Regions from separate parts of the Sus scrofa genome. Here region 1 is linked to region 2. Evidence: chromatin contacts called from public promoter capture Hi-C data. All regions are on one chromosome and are shown on one strand. Each heading gives the region's core, a stretch centred on a gene start, on an enhancer-like site or on the middle of the called end of the contact. The rest is flanking DNA. Distances are from core to core; before and after follow the strand shown. Region 1 holds the start of FUK (L-fucose kinase). Region 2 holds the start of EXOSC6 (exosome complex component MTR3).

What was found. Promoter capture Hi-C pulls out the DNA fragments that hold promoters and counts their contacts.
Region 1: a promoter capture Hi-C map of liver shows a contact between it and region 2, with 2.8 times the contacts expected there. The contact joins the promoter of FUK here to the promoter of EXOSC6 in region 2. A contact is called at or near these places in 2 of 5 promoter capture datasets (fetal liver and liver), 1 of 47 Hi-C or Micro-C datasets (heart right ventricle) and 1 of 2 datasets of contacts at active chromatin or transcription factors (alveolar macrophages).

The regions. Positions count from the first base shown.
Region 1 is chr6:13,466,965-13,473,175 of Sscrofa11.1, forward strand. It overlaps FUK (L-fucose kinase), which reads left to right and starts at 4,807. Exons shown (of 24, transcript XR_002344515.1): 1 at 4,807-5,182.
Region 2 is chr6:13,294,262-13,300,696 of Sscrofa11.1, forward strand. EXOSC6 (exosome complex component MTR3) reads right to left here and starts at 2,681. Exons shown (of 1, transcript XM_021093792.1): 1 at 1,330-2,681. The coding sequence starts at 2,612. The coding sequence ends at 1,794. AARS (alanine--tRNA ligase, cytoplasmic) reads right to left here. Exons shown (of 23, transcript XM_021093791.1): 19 at 6,376-6,435; 20 at 5,719-5,838; 21 at 5,498-5,584; 22 at 5,025-5,138; 23 at 4,075-4,622. The coding sequence ends at 4,437. It overlaps LOC100525750 (RNA-binding Raly-like protein), which reads left to right. Exons shown (of 7, transcript XM_003126878.3): 7 at 353-908. The coding sequence ends at 391.

The DNA of each region.
Region 1 (6,211 bases), core at 3,557-6,056, 170 kb after region 2:
GTCTTTTTTTTAAGAAAGTGGCATATGCAGGTTCCTAGCCTAGGGATCGTATTGGAGCTGTAGCTGCCGCCTACACCACAGCCACAGCAATGCAGGACCCAAGCTGCATCTGCAACTTTCACCACAGCTCACTGAATGCTGGATCCTTAACCGGCTGAGCAAGGCCAGGGATTGAACCTGGGGCCTCATGGATGATAGTCAGATTCCTTTCTGCTGAGCTAAGACGGGATCCCCCCAAATTAACCCTTTTAAAGCATACAGTTCAGTGCATTTAGTTCATTCACAATGTTTTGTAACTCGTACCTCTTCATAATTCCAAAACATTTTCAGCATCTCAAGAGAAAACTACCCATTAAGAGATCACTCCCAATTCTCCTCACACTCTGGCAACCACTAATCTGTTTTCAGTCTCTACGGATTTTTTTTTCTTCTTTTTAGGCCACACCCATGGCATATGGAAGTTCCCAGGCTAGGGGGTGAATCAGAGCTACAGCTACCAGCCTACACCACAGCCACAGCAATGCAGGATGCCAGCCTGGTCTGCAACCTATGTGACAGCCTGTGGCAATGACTGATCCTTTCACTCACTGAGTAAGTTCAGGGATCAAACCCGAATCCTTAGGGATACCAGTCAGATCCTTAACTCACTGAGCCATGACTGGAACCCCCTCTGGATTTAACTATACTGGACATTTCCTATAAATGGAATCACACAATAAATATGTAGTAATCTGTGTCTGACTTCTTTCACTTTGTATAATGTTTTCAAGATTCGTCCATGTCGCAACATGTATTAGTATTTCATTCTTTTTATGGCTGAAGAATATTCCATTGTATGAAAATGTCACATTTTATTTATCTGGTATATTGTTTAAAAAGTTGTGGGAAGAAAATAAACTGGTTTACCTTTGTTTAATGTATCTGTACCTCTCTGCTAGAGCATTTGTTAACATCCTATAGAAGTACTCTTTGGAAAATACTGCACAAGATATTTGGCAAAGGCACGTGAGGCTTTGGGGAAGAGTGGCCACTTAATGATAAAGTACACATCATAGCTCTCCAGAAAGGGTTCATTATTTGGTTATACTATCAGGTCTGGTTTTATTTGTATGATTGTTTGTTTTTGGCCACACTCGAGGCATCTGAAAGTTCCTGGGCCAGGGACTGAACTGAACCACAGCCTCGACCTGAGCCATAGCAGTGACAACACAGATCCTTAGCCCACTGAGCCATCAGGGAACTCCTAGGTTAAGGTTTTGAGTATTTAAAACCATAGCAGCTACTTAAATTTCTCCTTGGAAGACCCAGTAGGAGCATTTAATATCCTCTCTCCATTTTCTTTTTTTTTTCTTTCTTTTTTCTTTTTACAGCTGCACCTGTGGCATATGGAAGTTCCTGGGCTAGGGGTCAAATCAGAGCTATAGCTGTGGCCCATGCCACAGCTGCGGGCAACACTGGATCTAAGCCACATCTGCACCTATGCTGCAGTGGCAGCGACACCAGATTCTTAACTTACTGAGCAGAGCCAGGGACAGAAAAACTGCGTCCTCACAGAGACATGGGGTCCTTAACCTGCTGGGCCAGGAATGCTCTTTGCCAGGCCCCCTGCCGTGAACGATCTTGGTTATATCCCTTTACAGGGATGTACACCCTTTCCCAGTGATGTGAGGCTCGGCTGCTACCATCTCATAGCTCCACCCTTCTCTGGAGATTTGTTATCAGTCCCTGTGGGCTGCTTTGCCTGGAGATGACTGGGAAGGTAAGCTCCTCCTTTCTCCACCTCTCCTTGTCCCACAGCCCATGAATGACTGAAGTGGGGAACAAAGTCCAGCTCCCTCGCCTCTAAGAGGGAGAAAACTGGTGGTGCATTTTGTGCTCCAGAGCTCCCCATAGGATCAGACTGAGGCTAAATTTAGCTGTACCCACCTCTTTGCCTGACTTCTTCCTCTGGCCTATTATGCCTCCCTCACTGCCCTAATAAATTGTTTGCACAAGAATCCCTTTCTCAGGCTCTGCATCTAGGGAATTCAATCTAAGATACCCCGTGGGTAATCCTGGCTCCCAGAGGGATTCCCTGATATCAGCAGCAGCCACACATCTCATGCAGGGTCCTGCAGATTACACCTCCTCCAAGAAGCCTTTAGACTTGCACCCTCACACTCTAGTAGCATGATAGTTCAATAAGGAAGTTAGATGCCTACTCTCTGCCAGGCACTGTGCCAGACCCTTCATGTATATTAACTCATTGAATACTTCCAACAATGGCAAATACTCCTGTATTTTTCCGAGGAAAAACTGGACTCAAATAATTTGAGTGGCTTGCTCATACTGTCAGAAAGTGATGAGAAAGTGGGAAGGATTTGTTTAATTCCAAACTCTCTATTTAACCACTAGAATCTACCCTATATTACTGCATCAGATTTTTTTTTTTTTTGTCTTTTTTCCTTTTCTGGGGCTGCACCTGCAGCATATGGAGGTTCCCAGGCTAGAGGTCTAATCGGAGCTGTAGCAATGCGGGATCTGAGTGGCGTCGTCGTGAACACCACAGTTCACGGCAACGCCGGATCCTTAACCCACTAAGCAAGGCCAGGGATCGAACCTGCAACCTCATGGTTCCTAGTCAGATTCGTTAACCACTGAGCCAGGACGGGAACTCAAGAATTTCTTTTTAAAGTAGTGTCATTTTAATTAATTATTTATTTTGTCTTTTTAGAGCCACGCCCATGGCATAGGGAGGTTCCCAGGCTAGGGGTCAAATTGGAGCTGTAGCCGCCAGCCTACACCACAGCCACAGCAATGCCATATGTGAGCCGTGTCTGCAACCTACACCAAAGCTCACAGCAACGCTGGACACTTAACCCAATGAGCAAGGCCTGGGATCGAACCTGTATCCTCATGGATACTAGTCAGATTCATTTCCTCTGAGCCATGATGGGAACTCCCCAGAATGTTTTTTTAATGGCTCTGTCTACCGCAGACAGTGGGTCTATACACAGATAAACTACATGTGTTTGGTTTTTTTTTTTTTTTTTTTTGTCTGCTGCTGACAGATTTCACCAAGGGGTTTAGATTATTAAATAAACCTGTGAGTAACTTTGCTCGAGGCCTTGGAGCCACTCCTTCATCTGGCCCACATCCCTGCCCTAGGAGACAGGGTGAAGCCCTTCGCCTCCAGCTCCTTGGAACTCATTGTTTTCCTTGAGCTCCCACCAAAGCTGCAGCTGCAGGCATCCCTGCCTTCCACTCCACTGCAGAGCCAGGATCTGCATTGCTGAGTACAGCAGCAATGGGAGGCAGCTTATCACTTCCCTGGAGGCCTCCTGGGTTCACAGAAAAAAAGAGCAAGTGCTGAAGTGGGAGAAGAAGGATGGGACCTGGTGACGACGAGAGGGGATGACACCAGCGGTTGAGGACTGAAGGAAGAAGAGACGTTTAGGGGAGGAAGTAGGGTGGTGGGAGCTGAGGAGGGGATTGATCTTTATTCCTTCCTTCATTTAACATTATTTTAACTACCTGCAATGTCCTAGCCACGTTCTAGTGACTGAGGCTCCAAGAGAAAACAAACCACAGATCCTGCCTTAATGGGGCTACATGGGAATAATAACAACAATCATTGTAATAATGGCTAACATTTTTGGAGCATTTACTGTGGAGTCAAGCATTTACCTTTTATTGTGGCAGGGGGGTGGGGGGCAAGCCAGAGGCATGCAGAAGTTGCCAGGCCAGAGATCAAACCTACCCCACAGCAGCGACCCTGAGCCACAGGAGTGACAATGCCAGATCCTTAACCCAATGAGCCACCAGGCAACTCTAAGCAGTTACTTAGTTTATCCTCCTAGCAAGTTCAGGCATTTGATACTAGTATTTTTTTTTTTTTTGCATTTGATACTAGTATTAACACATTTTACAGATGAAGACAAAAAGACACAGAGTAGCCAAGTGACTGGCCAAGGTTACAGTTAGAGCAGAATCCCTCATCTTCTCTGAGACTGACCACTTGGGCCTCTCAGGCTCACCATTAACAACAGTAGATTTGGAAAGTAATTCTCATAAGAAAAATTCAAACAATACAAATAAAGCTCAAGTTCTCCCTGTTTATCTCCGTCCTTGGCAGTCTCCTTCCAGTCCTGTTCCTGTTCTTATGTCCTATGTGTCCAGATACATATTTATTTTTGTGGCTCTGCCTGCAACATGGGGAAGTTCCTGGGCTAGGGATAGAAGCCCAACCACAGCAGTGACAACGCTGTATTCTTTAACCCTAGGCCCTCACATACATTATTTTTGACATGAGTAGCTTCCCATGCATAATGTTCTGTTACAAACTGTGGCGAACATCTTTCTCTATGGTACCTACAGATTTAGCTCATTATTTCTGACTGCTGCATGGTATTCCATAGCATAGATGTGCCTAGTTTATTTTTCCAGTACCCTAGAAAGAGACAGAGGGAAAGATTCCAAATTTCCGCCACTACAAACAATACTGCCATTCATAACTTTTCCAGAAGATCCACAGATCTTCCCACTAGAGAGTTAGAAAGTTTCTACCGGAAACTTTCACGTGATGAACCCGCGAGAGCATGGCCAATTGCCAATCCAACCGTAGTCGCTCACGCTCGAACGACACTTGTGGCTTTTTTCCCCTCCCAGTTAGATTTTTTTTTTTTTTCTTCTTCTTCTCCCTCCTCTTCGTAGAAAAACCGCGGCCCCACGTCCGGGCCACGGGGTTGAACGAACAAACAAAATCCAAACCTGAAACCCGGAGTTCCGGAAAAAGAGCTTTGTCTTTAAGACGCACTCGTTCCTCTGGGAGTTGTAGTTTTGCTGCCCAGCGGAGCTCCCTTTTCCCCGTCACGCCCCTTCTCGAAGTGAAGACTCACTGCCCTTTAGGAAAGCGGTGCCCTGACCACCTCCGTTTGCCATTTGTGTTAGCTGAGAGGTCGTCTTTTGGGGGCGGACAAGCCAAGGCTGGAGGAGGGCTGAAACTACATTTCCCAGGGTGCTCAGCGAAGGCACACACAGCCTCGCCTTAAAAAGTCCCCTGCGCCGAGCGCCGGGAGGAGGCAGGTATGCTGTAGGTCCCTGTGGGTCCCAGCATTTGCACACCCCAGTACCGCAGCTGCTTCCCAGCCCACACTTTTGGACCCGCGGGGACTGAGCTGAGCCGCTGGCTGGTTTCTGATAGGTAATAGTTTCCGGGAGCTCTGCTGGCACCCCCGTCTCCTACTTGCTGTAGGGGGAGTCTGTATGGTCCCTCTATTCGCTGGTCTGGGTGTTTCTGGGGACGCCCAAGATTGGAACGACAGGCAGGTGGGGCGCTGGATGCCAGCGCTGGTGGTTGCTTTGAGGTCACTTCTCCTGCCTCAGTTTACCCCATCGGGGCTCGTCATTACCCACAAATCTCAATTATATGCCGTTTGTGTAATTTGCAATGCAATTTTACTCCCAGTCACCCTTACTCTGCCTGTTTTTCCTCCTAGAAGGCAAATCAGATCCCTTCCTGAGGCTGTTTTTTCCCTTTAAAGCTCTAAAGTGCAAAATCCATGCCCCACCTCTCTTCAAAAAGCAAATATGAAGAAGCCTTATTGTTTTATTCTGTTCCTGGCTCCCCTTCCCTGTCCTGATTTTGGCAGCGTGTGGCTGAGGACAGTAAAAACTATTTGAAATTGGCCTCAGTAGATTAAGTTCTGTTGGAAGTGTGCACAATATTGGAATAGAGGCCTGTATTCTCTAAGAGTTCTGTGCAGATGTCAGGTGTGACAGAGGGTAAAGACTCCAGGAGAGATGTCTGTTTCTACAGGCTAGGTAAGAATATGAACCTTGGAGTTAGTTGGACACCTGACCTACCTGTACTAGTTGTATGTGACCTTGGGCAGATGATTTCATTTCTTTAAGCTACTGTTCCCTGATGTACAATGTAAGTGTGGTAAAATTCAACTCATAGGGCCATTGAGTGGGTCACATGAGCTAATACTTCAGCGTGTCTTTGGTATAGTGCCCAGAAAAGACACTCTTTAAGCTACTGGTGCTATTCCATCTTTTGTGTTCTCAAAACACCCTTTAGGCTGATCTGGCAAGGCAGGCTACCTGGTCTTGGCTGATTTCTCCAGGCCTTCTCTGGGTTTTTTCTTCTTTAGGGGCATCTTTGACCCAGAGGGTATTTCAGAGCCTTCACTCCAACCTGCTTTAGGGTCAGGTTTTACTCTCCTGCTGC
Region 2 (6,435 bases), core at 1,431-3,930:
GTTGGGGTCATCTCAGCAAGGCCAGGGCTGCTGGGGGATTCGCAGTGAGGAGCTACCTTTCCTCCACTTGCCAGCTCTGGCTGCCCCTTGGCCTGCTGGGCTCCACGGTAACCCTTATTGCCGCCCAAGACTGAGTCACATCTAGGCAAGACTGAGCTAGGTGGAGAAAAATGCCTTCTTCTGTCTGATGGTTCTGGGTTTCCAGGTCTACAGTAGCACTGAGGCCAAAGCTGCCAAGAAAGGGAGGTGGGGATGGGAGACTAGAAGGTGTTAGCATTTGAACCTCCTTTTCCTAGTCATACCCTGCCTCTCAGCCCTCTGGGCTAAAGTCCTGCTTCTGCTTCTTCTACAGGTAAAGAATCACGCATCAGACCAGGAGGGCAGCCAGTAGAAGGCTGGAACTCCCCCAGTCTCATCAGCTCCAGGCACTTTCTTCGGCGGTTCCTATCCCCTGCCTTGAGTAGCACCCACGCTGGAGCAAGCGCAAAGAAGTGGAGGCATGGCTCAGCCAGTCCAGCTGGGAAGCCTCCCCCCAGTGCTGACTTTAGCTTGAGGATCATGTTTCCAGATGACCATCTGGGGGCTAGCGGGGAAGGAAGGAGCCCTCCAAGTGCCCAGCACCAGCTCACCATTCTCATAAAGTTGAGGCCACTCCTGTTAAGAGGCAGCTGGAAAGGGCCCCCCTGGGAGCACCACCAGCCCTCTGACTACAGGTACCTCCCTAGCTGCTTCTCCCCGCCCCTCGCCAAAGCCTTACCTGTCCTCTCTGGGTCTCAGCAGGAGTATCACTTTTATGTTGTTTCTACCTTGTCTCTTGCTGGTGTGATCTTACATATTTCAGATCTGCTTTGGAAAAATATGTCACTGAGGAGAAATAAAATTTTCTTTTCCCTGGTCAGGGGTCCTTAGTGTAGTCTCAAAGCCTCACTACAGTCTCTCAACTGCCCCTTTCTAGAGAAGCTGAGCAGGCCTCGGAGACACACAAGCTCAGAAGCTCACACCAAGTCAGGGCAGAGGAGAACAGGCTGCCAGGCCTTTCTCCAATCCAGACCTGAGCACAAACCCACAGCGCTCCGGAGCCACACAGGGACGAGTCCACCCTTGTGGTCAGACAGGCCAGCTCTGCCCTAATGGAACAGGCTGCATCTAGTTTCCCAACATTCAGAAACTCTCACTCTTGGCAGTCAAATGTCCTCTTCCAGGAACCAAGACTGGACCAGGGACACCAGGACACATTTAAAATAATACTGTCCCAAGCCTTGAGTCCAAGAACACACTACACAGCTCAGGAGAGCCTTGCTCTATCCTGTACCAAGAAGAACAACAGAAGAACTTTTCAGCTATAAAAGAATTTCTGTTTTAGTTCAGATAGAAGTGGGAAGACACAACCCCCTTGTCTATTATCTCAAAAGCAGGCCCATTAGATAGGAGACAGTCACTAAGTGGCCCGCACAGGGTCCATCCCTCACAAGGCACTAGCTGCAGGTTCCCGTTTTTCAGGCAAGTCCACCTAAAGTCCTTTCCACCTTGGAAATCAGACTGCAGTAGCAGGTTTCTTCAACTGGGTCGTAGCTGAGCGCCAACCCAATTAGAAAAGTTTCTTAAACGATAGTTTATAAAACAAACAACAAAAAAAAAAACACAGCTGTCCGGCACATCAGTTCTGAGCGCACTTTCCCAGATCCTCTCCCGGGCTCTAGTTCTTGGCTCAGCGCCGTCTGCAAGCCGACGGCTCGGGTTCTTTCGGCGACAGCGGTAGCCTGCTCCTCGGCGTCGTTGCTCACACTTATGGTTCAAGGCGGCGCGGAGGCGCCCCTCCGGCGGGCGGCCCGTACCAAGCACTGCTGCAGAACTGGGTAGAGGCGCTGGCAGCCCTCGAGACCCAGGCGCACGGCTTCTGCCCAACTCTCTGTCGGGCCACCCTCCCCGCTGCCCAGCAGCCCGGCCACCTGGTTAAGCACCGGCATGAGCGCCACGGTGAGGCTGGCGGCGGCGCGTTCCTCCTCGAGCAGCGTGGGGTCCAGCAGCCAGGTGGGTGCGGGCCCAGGAGTGTGGCTTAAGCCGCAGCCCACCACCAGGTCGTACATCTCTATGCCCGCGTCGGCCAGGGCGAGCGCGGCGGCCGTGAGAGCGGCGGCCAACGCCGAGCCGCCGTCCTCGAGCAGCAGCGCCGACACTTCAAGCTGCGCGCGCGGGTAGCGACCCAAGCGCACGGCCGGCTCGAGCGCCTCCTGCAGCGCCAGCGCCAGCTCACGCTCCTCGCCGCCGCCTGGGGGAGCGCGGCGCCGTCGGCCCGAGAAGGGCGCGCGGCGGAAGTCGCAGAGCAAGCGGCCCCGCAACGCGGCCGGGGCCTCGCCGCCCGTTCCGGCCGGGCCGCCGCCGCGCTCGCCGCCCTCGGCCTGGCGTGGGCCGGACACGGCGCACAGCACCTTGGTGCCTCCAGCCTCCAGGTAGGCCGAGCCCTTGGCTTGACTCAGTAGCCCGGCGCGCGCGTACACGGGCCGCAGCCGCGTCGGGTCACGGGCGGCTGGCTCCTCGTCCTCGCCGACCGCGTACAGCTGCGGCGGCTGCGACTCCTCAGGCCCGCGGATGCGGCGGTGGTCCCCGGGCATGGCAGCACCTAGAGTACAAGCCACTTCCGCCCGTCCTGCCTCGCGCGCCTGCTCTTCCGCTCGCTTAAAGTCGCGCGCCCGCGCGAGGGCTGTCGGGATAGCAGCGGGCGGCGCTGCACTGACCCCTGCCGCCCCGGAGGGAGAACGGCGAGCGCTGTAGAGCCCCAGGCAGCAGCGAGGACACCAGGTGCTTCGTGGTTGGGTGGCTGTGAGGCAGGCCTGCAGAAGTGGGACCTAGACCTGCTTGGCCGACCTTTAGCCGATGTGAAATTGTAGTCATTTTAATTTTGCATTTATTTGTATGATTATTTTTTTGTTTTTTGTTTTCTTTTTTTGCCATCCCACAGCATGTGGAGTTCCTGGGCTAGGGATCAGCCAGTCACAACGAAAGCCACAGCTGTGGCAACACCACATCCTTCACCCACTGTGCTGGGCTGAGGATCGAAGGGTCCCAGCGCTCCCAAGACACCAATGATCCCACTGCACAACTGGAACTCCCGTGTGACAATTTTCTGTTTCCTACTGCCTTGCCTAAGAGTGCAGTGACCTTTTGTCTTGGTCACTGCTGTACTGTCAGTGCCCTGGCTGGCATAAACGCTTGCTAATGAATAAATGGAACTGTCTCCTGCACTGGATTGTGAGTTCTTTGTATCCCTGACACTCCATACCAGGCATGCAGCTGCTGCAGTCAGGGCCTCAGCACCTTCCTTCTACCTAGCTCTCATAACTCCGTGTGAGAACAGCCTTTCATTCCCAGGCCTTGTGACTGTTGGCCTCTGCTGCTTCAGCTGCCATAGACCTGCTTTTCCTCCTCTCTCCAAAGTCAGCAGGACTGAGAAATGACCCTCGGCCTCAGAGCCAGCCTGCTGTACCCAGTGGACTGGAAATCAGCCAGAGGGGGCACAACCAACTACTATACACTGCTGCTTCCAAACCTAGCTGTCTTCAGACTTGGGTGAAGGGGCAAACCAGGTCAGAGTCTCCATCCTCAATGTCCAACTTTTAAGTCCTGGAACCAGGAATGAGGGGACAGGCAAAGGAGTGGAGGGAAGCAAGTGATCTACCCTAAATGCCTCCTATACCAAAGAATGCTTCTGATCTACACCCAACCTGCACACCAAGAGGAAGAGGGATATGGGCCTAAGAAATGGAAAGGTTTTCCTACAAGAGGCTCCAAGGAGATTCTCTCTGCCTCCAATAATCCCTTGAATCACCTTCCATTGAATGATGAATGCCTCTCTTCATCTAACCCCCCTATTCTGTGGGCCACCTCTACATGTAAGTCCTGAGCCATTATTCCCAAAGTTCAGGGGTCTAGGGCTAGACTTGGCAATGGCTGCAACCAGAAGCCAGTTGGAGCACTTATTCTACAGACACCCGGGGAGCCACAGGCTCTCACACCAGGGGTGCCTATGGGTAGGATGTGCGGGAGGGAAGGGAGAGAAGCGATCATGTGGCATTATCAAGTATTGCACATGGTCCTTTTATTCTCTGCAGCAAAAAATGATTCCTTCCTGCAGGCCCAGAACCTTGGGTCTACAGAGAACTCTTTCTATAGACACAAGCTTGACAACGATAAACAGCAATCCTAGGGTAGTGGTTCTAACAGATGGTGCTGACGTGTTCAGGGCAGAAATGTAACAAGGGCATTGAGTCACAGGCTGGCTCCCAGGTTAAGTTACAGTTACTGCTGGGTTAGGAGGACAGATGGGGCTGCTTAAAGGTCCCAAGATTAAAATGTCCCTTGTGGCAGACGGAGAGCTCCTGGTTGGACGGATGCATCTGAGTGAGGAGACACCTCCCTGTGGAAGCCACCCTTCCCCCTCAGTTCTTCACATCTTCCAGGCGGAGCTGGGCAAAGGAAGTGGCCAGCTGCAGCGCCTCCTGCAGGCAGCCCACGTTCTTGCCTGTGGCCTGAGCGGACACATCTTTGCCACCACCTTTGCCATCCATCAGGCCTGACACCTGTTGCACCCACTCGCTGGCTTTCAGGCCCCGGTTGGCTATATTCTAGAAGAGAGGAAGGAGAAATGGGAGTCAGGACAGAGGTTGGGATGGAAGGAGACAAGGAGTGGGGAAGGAAAGAAAAAGAACAGGGGAGCCAGATAACCCATCCCGCCCTGGGTGATGCTGTCAGCGTCCACGGATCCTACAGCTGGTCCCACAGCCAGGGAGACAGATGGAGTAGTAAGGCCAGCAGAGTTAGACATATCCACCAGGGAGGGAAGGGCTGAGGGTGTGCAGTGTTGGGGAGGTGACTAAGAGGTAGGCAGAGGAATGGCCATTCTAACAGGGGCTGCACACACATGGGTCTTGGCAAACAACTAGGAACTGAGCTCCCTGAGAAAAGCTACAGACATCACTTTCTACTGGCCCAGAGCTGCTGTGAGCAAAACCACAGGGTGTTCTGACCTGGGGGACTTGACACAAGCAGATGATCTTGCCAGCTTCATTATCCACTGTGAAGAGCATGGCCGACGTCTGAGGAGAATGTGTCTTGAAGAGTTTCAAGGCTTCGTTCAGGGCCTGCGCAGAGAACCTAGCATCAGGCCATGGCCCTGAGTGAGAGGGCCGTGCTCTCCGCAAACACAGCAGGTGTGCAGAGCTCTGTTCTCAGAGCACCCTCGTCTCCACACCCTTCTAAAAGCAGGTGCTGAAGTACAGGGCCTCACCCACCCACTCTCCAGCTCTAAGGCTATTCCCAGGAGCCACAGCTCTCCACGGCTCAGCCTAACCTCAGTCCCAGAGAGTGAGCCCCCAGGCAACTACTCTGCTCAGAGCCACAAAGCTCATGCTTCAGCCATCAGAGGGCTGCTAAGACCCCGAGACGAGACAAGCAGGGGACAGGCACAGAGCAGTGCGAGGAACCCCAGCCCCTGGGTTGCCTTGGCTGAGGCGCCGCTCTCCATCTCCAGGATGACAAGGGGCTGGTTGGGGTTGCTGTCAATGAGCTGTTTTGTCCTCTCCAACACCTGCAAGGAAGGAAGTCCAGAAAAGAGGCCTCAGGTCAAAGGCCCAGACTCCGACACCGAGATAACGGGCTGCACGGCCTTCCTGGCTAAATCTTCCCAGCTCCCGTCCAGCCACCGGCATAGCCACGACGCACCCGCTTCTGGACATCGGCTTTACTAGCCCGGTCTAGGTCATCCATGACCTTCTTCAGGGATCTGAGATTCTCCCGGAACTCGTCCTTCTGCCACTGGGGGATGACTGCGGTGGCCAGGGCCTGGAACCAGAACAGGAACACCACTGGGACCCGGACCCCAAGGACGTGAGCCCACCCCACACCTCCAGCTTTGAACACCAAAGCCGCCCAACCACTGTCCAGAAAGAGAGGAAACATACACACACCAAAGGTGTCCACTGGCCTTGAGACCAGCCACTTTACGAGTAATTGCATCAGTTGTAATGAGCAGGCTAGAGAGAAAGGGAAAGAATAAACGGAGCTGGGGTCCTGTTGCACCTGGTCCCTACAAGGCAGTGAACAAAGCCTATGAGGGGATTATGAGAAGCCCCCAAATATTAACAAACACCAGGCGGCCTGGAGACAGGAGGCACCTCCAGCGTCTCCCCCACCCTCCAACCAGTGCCCTCTCGAGCTTGAACGGGCTTTCCCTGCCATGGGCACAGGGGCGGCAGGCAGGTTCCAGGGGTCCTGGGCCAGGATCCACAGAGTCCCGCTTTTAAGGCTGCCGAACAGAAGTCCATCCAGAGGCCCACGGTGGCGCTGAGAACCAGGACCCGCGGAGGGAGGCCACCCTACCTCGCCAAGGTCAGCAATCTCCCTCTGCACGTCCTTATTGGGTGCAGTCTGGGCCTTCAC